Regions from separate parts of the Mus musculus genome. Here region 1 is linked to region 2. The links are chromatin contacts, called in public HiChIP or PLAC-seq maps. All regions are on one chromosome and are shown on one strand. The core of a region is the stretch at or near the end of the contact, and the rest is flanking DNA. Distances in the headings are between cores, read along the strand shown.

Evidence for each region. HiChIP or PLAC-seq counts read pairs in DNA pulled down with a chosen protein or histone mark.
Region 1: an H3K27ac HiChIP or PLAC-seq map of extraembryonic endoderm stem cells shows a contact between it and region 2, with 2.4 times the contacts expected there. The contact joins two enhancer-like sites. A contact is called at or near these places in 2 of 115 datasets of contacts at active chromatin or transcription factors (embryonic stem cells and extraembryonic endoderm stem cells) and 1 of 9 other capture datasets (liver).

What each region holds. Positions count from the first base shown.
Region 1 is chr3:79,655,493-79,662,380 of GRCm38.p6, reverse strand. It overlaps Rxfp1 (relaxin/insulin-like family peptide receptor 1), which reads left to right. Exons shown (of 18, transcript NM_212452.2): 11 at 1,042-1,113; 12 at 2,239-2,310; 13 at 4,898-4,969; 14 at 6,067-6,138. Among named protein-coding and RNA genes, the nearest start is that of 4930579G24Rik, 30 kb to the right of the region's middle. Within about 2 kb of position 5,485, at least 2 of the 459 cell types and tissues checked have an H3K27ac peak or open chromatin away from gene starts, as enhancers often do. A contact at or near this core is called in extraembryonic endoderm stem cells, where this site is marked.
Region 2 is chr3:79,241,513-79,248,440 of GRCm38.p6, reverse strand. 4921511C10Rik (RIKEN cDNA 4921511C10 gene) reads right to left here. Exons shown (of 3, transcript NR_045502.1): 2 at 1-264. It also overlaps a transcript of Rapgef2 not described here. Among named protein-coding and RNA genes, the nearest start is that of 4921511C10Rik, 32 kb to the right of the region's middle. Within about 2 kb of position 3,895, at least 70 of the 459 cell types and tissues checked have an H3K27ac peak or open chromatin away from gene starts, as enhancers often do. A contact at or near this core is called in extraembryonic endoderm stem cells, where this site is marked.

The sequences.
Region 1 (6,888 bases), core at 4,236-6,735, 410 kb before region 2:
TCATGACAGAGAATTCATAGTGGCAGGACTTATTAAGGCAGCTTGCCCCATCACCTCCTTGCTCAAGAGCAGAGAAAAATAATGTATGTGTGCTTAATCTTCTGCCAGACCTCTCTACTTCTATACAGTCCTGGGCTCCAAGGAAATGATGCGGCCCACTCTCAGGCTAGGTCTTCTTATATTAATTAAGGCAATTGTGATGGTTTGAAAATGGCCCAGAGAGCAGCACGATTTGGAGGTGCAGCCTTGTTGGAGCAGGTATGGCCTCGGAATAGGTGTGTCGCTGTGGATGTGGGCTTTAAGAACCCCCCATCCTAGCTGCCTGGAAGCCAGTCGTCTCCTAGCTGCCTTCAGAACAAGAGGCAGAACTCTCGGCCCCTCTTGCACCATACCTGCCTGGATGCTGCCATGTTCCTTCCTGCTTTGCTGATAATGGACTGAATCTGTGAACCTGTAAGCCAGCCCCAATTAAATGTCGTCCTTATAAGAGTTGCCTTAGTCATGGTGCCTGTTCACAGCAGTAAAACCCTAGGTGACTTCATCCTAATGCCATGCACTAGCAAATAAGAGGTCTGTGGTGCATGGAGCGTTTTGTTAGATAGATACACCTTTCAGACTGAGGAGGCAAGTCGAAATGCCTGTGCTCATAGCTGCAAGACACTCAGTTTTTGTTCTGAAGCGGTCTTTCTCCGTTTCTAATCACAGATTTGCATTATATTTTCATATCACCCCTATTAAAAGATTTGAGAAATTTAAGAATGAACTCAGACTGAAGCTAGGCATGTTGGCACACATCTGTAGTGGCAACACTCAAGAGGCTGACACAGAAAGATTGTGAGTTTGAGGCCAGACAGGGCTGCATAGTTGAGACTGTGTTTCCTAAATAAATAAACCAGATATTAATCAATCATACTATTCAAAATATCCTAATATGAGAATGTACTCTATATTCATGATTTTTATGTTATCTTTCAAGAGTTACATTTAGTAATCATATTATAATTATGTCCACATGTTAACATGTTTTTTTTTAATTTTCAGGGTAATGAGGAAGAACAAAATCAATTACTTAAATGAACATGCATTTACACACCTCCAGAAACTAGATGAATTGTAAGTCTAACTAAATATGCATTAAGAATGTTCTTTTCCAGTTTTACTTCATATTAGTTACACATATAATATTTATTATATTAATTTAAAATATTAATTTCCTTTTCCCAAACAGTATATGTGCCCATGGGTCACAGAACAATTCAGATAGCTTACAAACGTAAATACAAAATAAAATATGAAACAAATATTTGAGATAAGTTAGATAAAGAAAACATAGCTTTGAACAAAGAATAAAGCCAGGGTAAGGTTAATAAATAAAATGCATCGTACAATGTTCTGCTTAATTGCTCCAAAGAGGCAGGATTCCTGCCTTTAACTTTCCCACAGGTTGTTTTTTCCTCCTGCCTGACCCCTGGAGGTGGGTGGGAGAAGTCACTTTTCCTGTTGTAGCTCACAATCTCCTAACTCAAGCTCACTGAGACCTTTTCTTGTTTAAAAGAAGCTAGAGCTTCTCTCATGTCAACACTTCACAGACCATGCTGCTGAAAGCCCTTTATAGCTCCAAGGTGACATCATGTTAGGTTCCCCCTCTGCACACATATGTCCCGCCCAGGAGAGTATGAGCCTGTGCATCTCTCTGAAAGAAACTTGAACCTCAAATTACATATTTTGAGGTAACTGTAAGAAACCCGGACAAAAGAAAAATCGGGGCTTCAAATTGTATCCTTTCTCTAACAGAAAAGGAGAAAGGGGGAAGAGAAAGGATGAAATATGGACTAGAACTTACAAAATGGAGAGAGAAGATTTTTAGACCCATTCTGGCTTCGAGTACATTGTAGTGTTGAGGATATCCTTGAATTTCTGACCTTCCTGCTTCCACTTCCCAAATGTTTGCATTAGGGATATGTGCTACCATCCCTGGCTCATGATAGAACAGCTTTTATTTCACTCCCTCTTCTAAAGCCTCTTGACTTCATGCATGTGGAGGCGGAGCTCAGAAGTAGGGCACACATTGAGCAGGATCAAGGCTGTGAGTTCAATCCCCACACCAGGGAGATAGTTCTTCTCTTGGTATTTACCAAAGGCACTGTTGGAAAGTTGTAAATGGTTTTCAAATGACTTTTCTACCAATGAATGGAGTCTTCAAAAACCAATATGACATGTTTGCAATTGTCTCCCTAGGGATTTAGGAAGTAATAAGATTGAAAATCTTCCACCGAACATATTTAAGGATCTGAAGGAGCTGTCGCAATTGTAAGACATTAACTTACCTCTTCATTTCTTTATCTTATTTTTCAACTGTGGTAAACTATACATAGCATTCGGGTTATCCATCTGTTTCTGTATCACTGGATTACATCAAGATCTTCCACATTCCTGTTCAACTCTCACCTGCATCCACCTCCATAGATTTTTTTTTTACTTAGTACAAATATGAAACCCCATAACCATCAAGCACGAATTCCACATCCATCAAGCCCCAGTCCTGGCAACCACCATTCTTCTTGCTCTGTGTCCATAGTTGCTATTTTGTGACGGGCTTGTTTCTCTTACCATACCAACAAGGTACATCAATATTGTAGCATGTGTCAGAATTCTCTTTGCTCTTAAGGCTGCAGTCATCCTCCAGCCCATGGACACTTGGATTGCTTCCACCTTTTGGCTAGTTTGCATAATGCTGTTATGAACACATGTGCCCGTTCATGTCTGGAGGTCCACCTTCAGTTATTTGGGTTCTATGTTCCTTCTTAACTCACAGCAACCTTTAAGTTTACCTAATGAAGGCATCATAAATCAGAACTATTCACTTTAAAGCTCATTTAATATTAATACTCTCTCCACCACTGTGAATTAGGAACCCGTGTACTGTAGAGTATCTGCTTTGTACTGTTGAGTTTCGATGGCTGTCTGGGAGCTGCAGCCCGAGAGAAGATCTTAGAGGAGCTCCCCTTTTTACTAATCCCTTTGTACCTCCCTTTCTCAATAGTACTGTATCAAGGCAGTAATACTGTATTCAGGGATGAATAATGCATATTAGGCAAAGGACTCTACCGCTAAACCATACAACTACCCTTAAAGCATGGCTTCCAGTAGCGGTACATTGCTTTTACACTGTTGTAAAGCAAAAAAATCCTGAACCAGAGACCACTTGTATACCCCCAGAAATTAGGTGACTGGGTCACACGGTAGTTCTAGCTCCGCTCTGTTTCACTGTATTTCCCATCAGAGCTGTGCCAGTGTACATCTCTCTCGGTGCACAGGGCTCCAGTTTCCACCATCTTCCAACACCTGTTATTTGCACTTCTCTGGCTCACAGTCACCTTAGCTGAGAATCTTTGAGGATCTGATTTTCACTGCTCCGCAAACAGTGGTGTTGAGGATTTTTTTTCCCACGTGTTTGGTCACTTACCTGTCTTCCGAGGGAAAAGCTACTCACGTGCTTCATTCATTTTTATGTGATCTCCTTTTGCAGTTGTTGAGTTTTAATTCTTTACGTATCCTGTGTTTTCTACAGACAGTCCTATGTCCTACAGAGATCTCACATGTGTTTTCCCCTCTATTATGAGTGACATTTCCTTAATTTTAACATACTGCCACTTTTCTATCTTTTACTTTCTTGTCTAAACTTTGTTTCATATCTAAGACACTGTCAAATCCACTCAATGAAATTCTCTTCTATTTCGATAGCTTTACCTTTAGGTACATCCTTTTGGAGTAAGCTTGGGGACATGGTCCAGTAAGCGTCTAATTCTATTCTTTTGCACAAGGTTATCCAATTTTCCCAACACTGGTTATTTAAAAAAAAAAAAAAAAAGTCCTTTCCTTGTTGAATGCCTTTGACACCTATATCAAAAGTTATCTGATTATGTCTGAGTCAGGTTGTCTGTGGACTCTATAGTTGAGCTCTTTGGTCTACCCAGCTGTACATTACTGTGGGAACCCTAATGCTGTTCTTTTCTTCCAATACTGCTTTTGCTATTTGGGCACCTTTGATGTCTTATATAAATTCGTAAACTTTAATATGGACTGAGTTTTCCAATGCCATGAACAAGAATATCTTTCCCTTTATTGCTGTTGATCTAGTTCATCTTCTGCTACTATAATAAAATACAGCAGCCTGCCTAATGTATAACCAATAGAATTTTATGTTAAGTTAAGAAGTTCAAAAGTCAAGGCCAAATCTAGTGACATACAATGTCATCCTCAGCTATTCTCTGTCTCTAATAAATAAATTAGTAATTTTTTCTGATGAATACTGATTCTGAGGTTGCTTTATCTATCTGTTGACCATTTGTGTGTCTTCTTTTAGGCAATATCTACTCATGTTTTTTGTCTATTTCTTTATCAGATTATTTGTCTTTTTTCAATTGCATTTAGTCCCCTATATTTTTTTAGATATTAATCCATCCTCAATGGATGCTCTGCAGGGGTAGGGATGTGGCTCAAAGGTGGAGTGCATGTTTACCACAGTGTGTGCAGAACAAAACTAGAGGGAGAGAGAGAAAAATGAGAGAGTGCCTTGCAAATCGTTTTTCTATGCTGTAGTCGCCTCCTTTCATGGTGTGAAGGAGCTTTTGGGGTTGATGTGGTCCTCTTTGGCTCTTGTTGCTTTTACTGTTTATGTTTTGGAAATCACATCCAAAGGAAATCACTGCCAGGCCAGTTTCATGGAGGTCTTCCACTATGGTCTCAGGGCTGACATTTAAATTTTCAATATACTTTGAGTTGTACTACATTTTTTTAGTAAATATCTCAAATTCATTCAAAGTCAACAAATATATTCTCTTTCTCCAAACAATTTTTAGGAATGACTTATGGCTGTCTTTTTTTTTTAACTCAGGAATATTTCTTATAACCCAATCCAGAAAATTGAAGTAAATCAATTCGATTGTCTTGCCAAACTCAAGTCTCTGTAAGTATATGCTTGTACAGTTTTACTTCAATACTAATAGCATACATGCTCTTGTATCTTTTAATTATGTTTTATTTCAAGCTCCACAAAAATATATGAGTCCTTGATGGACTATAGACATATAGAATTGCTCCTATATCATGTGTCAATAAACTAAAAATTAAATGAAAATGAGCCTCTACATCTCTCTGTGGCACCAAGATTAAGATACCGAATTGTGCACTTGTGTTCTCTGAATGTATGGGGCATATTCATTGCTCCATTAATTCTGGGTAGTTGAGATTTACTGTAAGTATCTCTCCTAGCTTGTTATAAAAGAACATTGATGCAATGAAACACTGACCAAAATAAACTTGGGGAGAAAAGGGTTTATTTGGCCTATAGGTTACAATCCATCATTGAGAAAAGCCAAAGCAGGAACTCGAGGCTTGAAACAGAAACCATGGAGGAATGCTGTTTACTGGCTTGCGGGCACTTCGATGTCAATCATTAATCAAGAAAATGCACCACAGATACGCCCACTAGCCAAAACAATGGAGGCTGTTTCCACAACTGGGATTCCCTCTTCCCAAGTGTGTCAAGATGACAACAAAGATTACCCTCAAATGCAATTTTCTAGACTATGTTAATCATGACTCCCAACACACACACACACACACACACACACACACACACACACACACACACGCACACACACACCAAAAGCTCTGTTAATGTCTAATTGTCTTTAAAAGATAAGCCTCGGTTCCTCTTATCTAACTATTCTACAGTAAAATAGCTCTTTATTAGATAAAAAGTATGACTTAAAAGGCATTGGAAAAATTAAAGATGTCCAGAATATAATGTATGCACTTATTCTACAAACATTTATTGACTCGTTAGCATGCATTAGGTATTATATCATGAACTGTGAAGATATTTTTTTAAGGATATACATGGCTATGAGCCAAGGAAGTGTCTAGAGAGGCTGAGACTAAGTATTTCACTTAGAACAATGTTAACTAAGGGCACATTGCTGCATTGTCTTTCACAAAAATAATTGCCTTACTATGCTGTGGCTAACATATGTGCTTTTGACTATTACTTGGTATTTTTAGCAGCCTTGAAGGAATAGAAATTTCAAATATCCAACAAAGGATGTTTAGACCGCTCATAAATCTCTCTCACATGTAAGTAGATGTCTTCTTGTTGTTCACCTTGATTTTAATTTTTATGTCCCCATATAATATATACATACTAAATATAAATAAAATATTAACAAGTTCTATTACTTTGTCTCTGTATGGTTAGTATTTGTGTCCCTCTTCCAGATTGTAGGTTGCAATCCTAACCCCAAAGTGATGGTATTATTAAAAGGTGAAGCCTGGAAAAGCTGATTAGCTCCTGAGGGCAGATCCTTCATGAAGCGTCAGTATCCCTTTTAAAGAGAATTGAAAAACAGGGTGGTGGCACACCACCTTCAAACCCAGCAACTGGGAAACAGAGATGGTGCATCGCTAAGTTGGGAGTCAGCCTGGTCTATATGGAGAATTCAAAGCTACTCATGGCTTCATAGTGATACCCTGTCTCAAAACAAAAATGAATTTAAGAAAGACTAGAGCTAGTACATCAAAGCACTGGGTTTGATGGATTCCCACAAGAGGAAGGAGACAGGGGGAGAGGGAGGAGTCCTGGGTGGGGAGATAGCTCAGATGGGGAAAATGCTATGAAAACATGAGGACCTGAGTTAACCAGCACCTGTGTGAAGGAATAGAAATTTCAAATATCCAACAAAGGATGTTTAGACCTCTCATAAATCCTAGAACCGTGTAAGCCTAGAATCATGTGAGCCTGTGACCATGTGACCCTATAACCATGAGAATCTATAGCCATGTGAGCCTATAGCCATGTGAGCCTAGAATCATGTGAGCCTAGAACTG
Region 2 (6,928 bases), core at 2,646-5,145:
TTTCTCTGATGTTTTTCCTCCTCGATGGGCCGTGGTTATGGGTGCTCCTGAGATCACAGATATAAAGAAACCACTTCCCGCTTCACATTGTTGGTGCAGACCATGACTGCTGGCTGAGTTAGCACTTGTCACGTCTCTTTCAGAACATGCCCTGACCAGAGCTTCTGTCCTTTGGATGCAAGTCTCTCAAGGGGTGGAGAGTTAAGCTTCCTTCCTGGAGGGAGGATGGAGCGTCCGTGTAGACTGCAGTACCGCATTTGAATTCTGTGAATTAGATTTTATTCATCTCAGCATGGATTTGGGCATAGTGACTCTAGATTATCACATTACATGGTATTTCTCACACTTTCCCAGCCCTTTCAGCGCATTCCTGTCCACACAGTGCTGTGGGCTCATTTTCCAGTCCAGCCCTAGGACCAGGGAGATCTTGAAAGAAGACAGGTTCTTTCTAGCACCAGGGTGCAGGGAGTGTTGTTGCTTCTGGGATGTTCCTTCTAGCATCCCCTCACAGAACCAGAAACAGATGTGCACAGACTGGCACGTGCTAAGTGTAGGTACTTGTGCTGTCAAGGCATGCATGACACTCTCTTATTTTTAGTTCTGTGCTGACAGGTAGCTAGTTCGGGACCCCACCCAGTGGGCAAGTACTCGTCCCGGAACTGTATTCCCAGGCAGCGGCTGGGCCTTTGAAGCTTCCCTGGGCGATTTTAATTTGGAGCTTAGTCTGAGGACTGCTGTTCCTCACTTTACAGAAACACAGATGAGGATGCCTTATTATTAAATATTAAAATCAGTCAATTGTATGTGCGCGTGTGCGCATGTGTGGACATGTTTGTGTGGCCATGTGTGCATGTGCGGTAAGGGGCCAGGAGAGTCAGAGTCATGTAGTAGTAGTCATGTCTAGCCACGACCTTGTGATCATCCTGCCTCAGCCTCTTGTCTTTCAAGTGCTAGGGTTATAGGCATGCACCACCATTCCTGGCTGAGTATGACATGGCTTAGTAATTGAGGAATATAGTTAGAGACTAGAGGGGTCCTTTTTCTTTAGATCCTTTTTTCTTTAGACTGAGCCTCCAGTGTCTGTATATGGTGAGGAACTATCAGCACAGGAGGGCTGAGCTTTTCCTGGCATGTATAGCATCCCCACCCCCAAACCCTGACATCGAATCTTGCTGTTTCTTTAAGAAAGGATCTATCTAGACTTTAGAAGAAAGGTAGGGCGTTCCAGGAAGGATGCTATGTAAACTTATAAGTGAAGGTTTGATTTTAAATTCAGTTGAGAATTAGCCAACTTTACAATAAGGTGAACACATTTCAGTACGTGGAAGGAAGGAAGCATATATGTTAGCTGTTTGTTTAGTGTTTGAGGGAACAAAGAACTGTGCTTTAATTTGTTACACTGTTTCTAATCCTCTCAGTCCCTAAGTGCTGCCGCTAACAAGGGCATGCACGCTGGCTGGTAGATAAAGACTTACCTTTTAATAGATGATTGATAGTCTCCTTTAGACAGGAGTGCTTTTAGTAAGTTGGGGCTATTCTAGCTCCAGGATCTTAGGGTTCCACTGCTATTAATATATGATGTTATAATTTAAAGAAGTGAATGTTTTCTCCTAGCGGTCAGAATTCTCTGTGGACTAAATAGGAGACTGTCAGTCTGTAGTAGGCAGGTAGGATTTAGAAAGGACAGTTACAGTAGCTGGTTCCTTCCCTTACTGGAACCTCTGTTATGTGGCTTTTCCTCTTTGTTCTCTAAGGAGGAAAGGAAGCAAGCACACTGTATTATCGACTAACACACTGCCTTGAACATTTCCATCTTCTGAAATGCTTGCACTCGTAAGTTGGTTTTGTTTTGGGGAATGATTACATCTGGTGTCACCAAGTGCAGATTACCATCGCTGCTCCCCCTCCCCCCCCCCCCCCCCGGCCCCCCAGCCTTCACTTTAGATTGCTCCAGAAACAGGGGGTTACTTCAAGCACTTAGAACTAGTGGTTGGTAATGCAGTTTGTCTGTCAGTGTAGTGAATTTGTTTAGTAAACCGTTTTTGGTGATAGCAGATTGAATTAATGATCAACTAAGGACATAGCAGACTCCTTCCCTCCCTCCCTCCTTTCCTTCTTGTTATACTGGGGATTGAATCTAGGGCTTCATACATTTTAAGCCACCATCATACTACAGAGCTAAATCTTCAGCAAACACCCTCCCCACAGGTTAATTTTAATTTTGAGGTAAAGTCTCACTGCCTTATCCAGGGTGTCTTGAACTGACTTTGTAGCCCAGAAGGGTTTTGAACTTGGATCTTGTCTCAGGATGTGATTACAGGCGTGCAACCCAGGCACAGCCCAGAAAAGCGTTTATATATATATATATATATTTGGAGTCAGGTACAGAGAGAGATTTATGACTCGCTTAGGCTCTCAGAGAAGACTCTACTCTAGATTCAGGTTCCTTGCTGTTTAAGAATTCTACATTTGGGCCAGTGAGATCACTCCAAAAGTAAAGACAATTGCCCCCAAGTTGACCTGTGTTCAATCCCTGGGCTCCACATGGTGGAAGGAGAGAACTGACTTCCTCAAGTTTTTCTCTGACTTCCACATGCACTGTGGCAAGTGTATATACCTGAGTATGTGTGCACCCCTCCCCCAACAGAGAAATTAGTGTTGAAAAGAAATTGTGCATTAGAGCAAGTGAATGGAGACAAGTTCTGCTTTGGTAGAAATTAGTGGTAGGAGTGTGAAGGTGATCTCAGAATCACAGGCACATTTTATTTGTCCAGAAACCAATTATATAGCTTTATGTAAACACATAGTATATAAACCACTCTCTTGGTTTGTAAGTATATATACACATATGTGTGTGTGTACATGTGTATGTATGTGTATGGAGGCACGAGGACCTTGGATGTTGTCTTCAGCTGTCCACTTTTTTGTTTTTGGTACAACATTTCTGATTGGCATGGAGCTTGCTGATTTTGTTAGATGGATTGAACAGTAAACCCCAAGGATCCTCCTGCCTCAGCCTCCCTAGTGGCGGACTCACCGCAGCTGGCTTTAAAGAAGAGATTTAAGGACATGTATTAATTATGTATCATAATGGGTCTCACTGTGGCATTCTCATGCATGTATCTTGATCTTATTACTCCTCACTCCCAGCCCTCTCTTGTCCCCCTCCCCCTCCTCCTGTCCTCCTCCCAGCTCACCTTTCTGTCTACATTAAAGCCTTATAAAATATGTGTGATGCAATGAGTTTCATTAGAGTTGTTTACAGGATCATGGCTACCTTCTGAGTGGTTACACTACTGGAGCAAACATGTTTTCCACCATCAACCTCGAACCTCATACAAACCCTTCCAGAGGGGTGGGGTCCTGTGAGCCCTCACTCTTTTCATGACATCACATCAGCTCAGGAGCGTATCAGTTCCCATGCTTGGAAGTCAGTGTTCCTCGAGGAAGCCTCTCGCTCCTCCCTTTCCTGAAGCTCTTACATCCGTTCCACTCTTTTCTCTTGCCTTGTTCCCTGACCCTTAAAAGTGTGATGCAGATGTTACACTTATAGTCGGACATTTTAACTAATTTAGTCTCAGTCCTTGGACCAGTTTTGAGTCTCTGCTGCCTCTGCTGACCACTGCCGAAGCTAACAGAGTACTAACTGAAGGTTACAAACACAGTTATCTGGAAGACAATGAGATGATTGTTCCAGGTCCATTCGGCAAAACCCCAGCCAGCGTCCCCATGACCTCCTCAGCCACAGGTTTCTGTCTGGATTTATATCGTATCAGAGGTGAAATCCCTTATGTGGAGAAGGCACCCAATGCAGTTGGGAAGTGTTGATGACCGCATTTCAGCCTTGCCACTGTCGCGCTAGTGGGTTCACCTTACTTGGCTTACTCAGGATTGTTGCACGTGAGTCATGTCCAAGTAATACTGTTGCCGACTTTCCTCCCCCGCAGCCTGCATAGCACCTTCCAGGGCTGGGAGAGTTAGCCACTAAGGGAGGAAGCCTGCATAGCACCTTCCAGGGCTGGGAGAGCCAGCCACTAGGGAGGGAGCTTCCAACCCAGTTCCTGCTCCAGATCCCTAGGTCCTTCCACCAAGGCGTATTTGCCTGCCCTTTTTTAAAATGTAGGTCCTGGGAGCTGAACTCAGGTCTTCCTGCGTGAGCAGCAGACACTTTATAGACTGAGCTATCTTGAAGCCCCCGTATAAACTCCTTCTCAGTAGCTTGTGTTTTTAAAGCACTGGTGTTCAGGTGAAGCAATAGTGGATATTTATTTATTTTTCTAAATTCTATAAGAACACCTATAACTTCCATAATGCAGACCCCAGAAATGAACACAGAAGGCTTTTAATAGGTATAACTACTAGGATTCTCACACTGAGTATAGGAATGACTTTAGTCTATAGTGAGTCTGTGAGGCTTGTTTGGAATCATACATAGGTGAGAAGAAGCCGAGAAACTTAGCATTTGAAGCCCAGTATAAACTTCTTTTAATTCATCTAGTACGCTCTGAGGTATATGTGATACTTTGTGTATACGGCTATTCTCACCTCAGGGAAATTAATAAATTATATCTTAGGCATGTGCTACTCCAAATAATGTGCTACTCCAAATAACAACAGAGGTTCTTACAAAGAGATGCTATATAAAACCAGACATTGTCTTGATCTTTTGGCTATGAGCTCAGCCGTATAAGAGTCATCTCTCCAGGTCTACAAAACAGACATTATCTTAAGTCATATTCTCTTAGTGGCTTCCTTCTCCTACTCAACGGCATGGTTATTCTGAGACCTAGCATGCAGACAAAAGGTCAGAGAGAAGACTTGGGAGGTTTCCTTCTGCACTGGTCACTAACATGTCCTAACTAGAGGAGGAAACCCACAGCAATGACAGTACAGTGTGAAGAAGGTTCAAGGGCCAAATCCTGGTGCTGCTTAGTGTTGGTTACAGGAATGAAAAGAAAACAGCACGCGCTGCTCAGAGGCTTCTGGAAGCTGCTGTTCTCCTGCCAAGGAGTTGTAGCTCGGTACTTTTCTGAGATCACAGAGGTTTCTTTCAAGTCCATAAAGCTCTGGAAAGAGCGTCAAGCCCCATGTCTAGCTACATGGTAAATAAAATGAACCCATGTCTCAAGCTCTCATTTTCCTTCTGCACAAGAAACCCAAGAACTGCTGACGGCGTGACGGGTGAAAGTTCTATCCAGTAGTTTTACTTTTGTGTCTTGATCCACAGTCGAACGCTTACCCATTTCTTTATTTGCTTTCCCTTGTTTTGACAAGCGTAGGACAGCAGTTCTCAACCCGTGGGTCATGACCCCCTTGAGGGTTGATATTTACATTGTGTTTTGTAACAGTAGCAAATCACAGTTGTGAAGTGGCAGCAAAACACCTTTGAGGGACTGTGTTAGAGGGACTGTGTTAGAGGGACTGTGTTAGAGGGACTGTGTTAGAGGGACTGTGTTAGAGGGACTGTGTTAGAGGGACTGTGTTAGAGGGACTGTGTTAGAGGGACTGTGTTAGAGGGACTGTGTTAGAGGGACTGTGTTAGAGGGACTGTGTTAGAGGGACTGTGTTTGTTAGAGGGACTGTGTTTGTTAGAGGGACTGTGTTAGAGGGACTGTGTTTGTTAGAGGGACTGTGTTAGAGGGACTGTGTTAGAGGGACTGTGTTAGAGGGACTGTGTTAGAGGGACTGTGTTAGAGGGACTGTGTTAGAGGGACTGTGTTAGAGGGACTGTGTTAGAGGGACTGTCTCAGCATTAGGGAGGTTGAGAACCACTGGGACTTTAGAGCTGCCTAGACTCTAGGAAATTAAGAAAAATGAGTGTTTTGACATTTCTTCTGTGTGGCCTTGCCTTAAGCAGAGTTAATGGAAAGGGCTGAGCTGCTTTGTAAGAAGTGCCAGGTAGGGAAATAGGCGGTGCTATCTGTGACTCTGGTGGGGCATGACTGGGCATTATTTATTTTGATGTTTTCCTACCCGAGTCAATTCTTTATTGATGTCAGAAGTTCCTGGAACCCACATGTGTGATCCTGCATGAGGCAGGAACGTTCTACTTTTCAGGGACTGAAACCACGACGACCGGGTGCAGGCTGGCAGGCCGGGGCCACAGCTGATTAGTAAACGCACCCTGTGTCTCACAGGACACTCATTCCTGAAGCACCGTGCCATTTTTGAAAAGCAATATATGTTCTTTTCTTTTTATGGTTGCAAGGTATAGAGGGTGTAAGACCAGTTTTGGAAATAACACTTTTGTAATATTGCTCTAGAAATTGAGAAAAGTACTCACAGATAAAATATCAGGATCCCCCCCCCCACCCCCCCCAGGAAGCTGAAAGTTTAAGTTATCAAGCTGATTAGATTTCGTTCATAATTTCTCCTTCCTTGCTCTCTCAAGATTTGAACCTGAATGCATCTGTTATCACCAAGTTAGTTATGGCACCTGGTAGTGTCAAACTCAAAAAAGCCAAGCAGTATGAACTTTTATGTCCTGTTAATATCCCGGAGAATCAGAAAGCAGAGGCAGGCCAACCAACAGCGCTTGCTTCCAGGTCAGACAACCAGTGAGATGCCAAGTACCTGTGGGCTCGTGTTTATTAGAAATACAATAATGTATAAGAAAGAGTTGCCATAGGCAGAAAGCATTCTAAGCCTGGAAGTTGGGCTTGGCAAAAAAGGTTACACAGAATTCAACAACAACAACAACAACAACAACAACCTTCTTGCCACCGCCCCCCCCCAAACAAAACAAAACAAAACAAAACAAAACAAAACAGTCTTCAATGGCCAGACATACCTGGGTATCCATGAACTATTAGATAGAGTTGATGAGTGGCTTAAAGAGGCAGTTACATTTTTGTGCTGGATAGGACCCGATGTGTAAGATCTAATTGGAAACATAGAGATTGTTCATAACATAGAGGATCTTGAATTA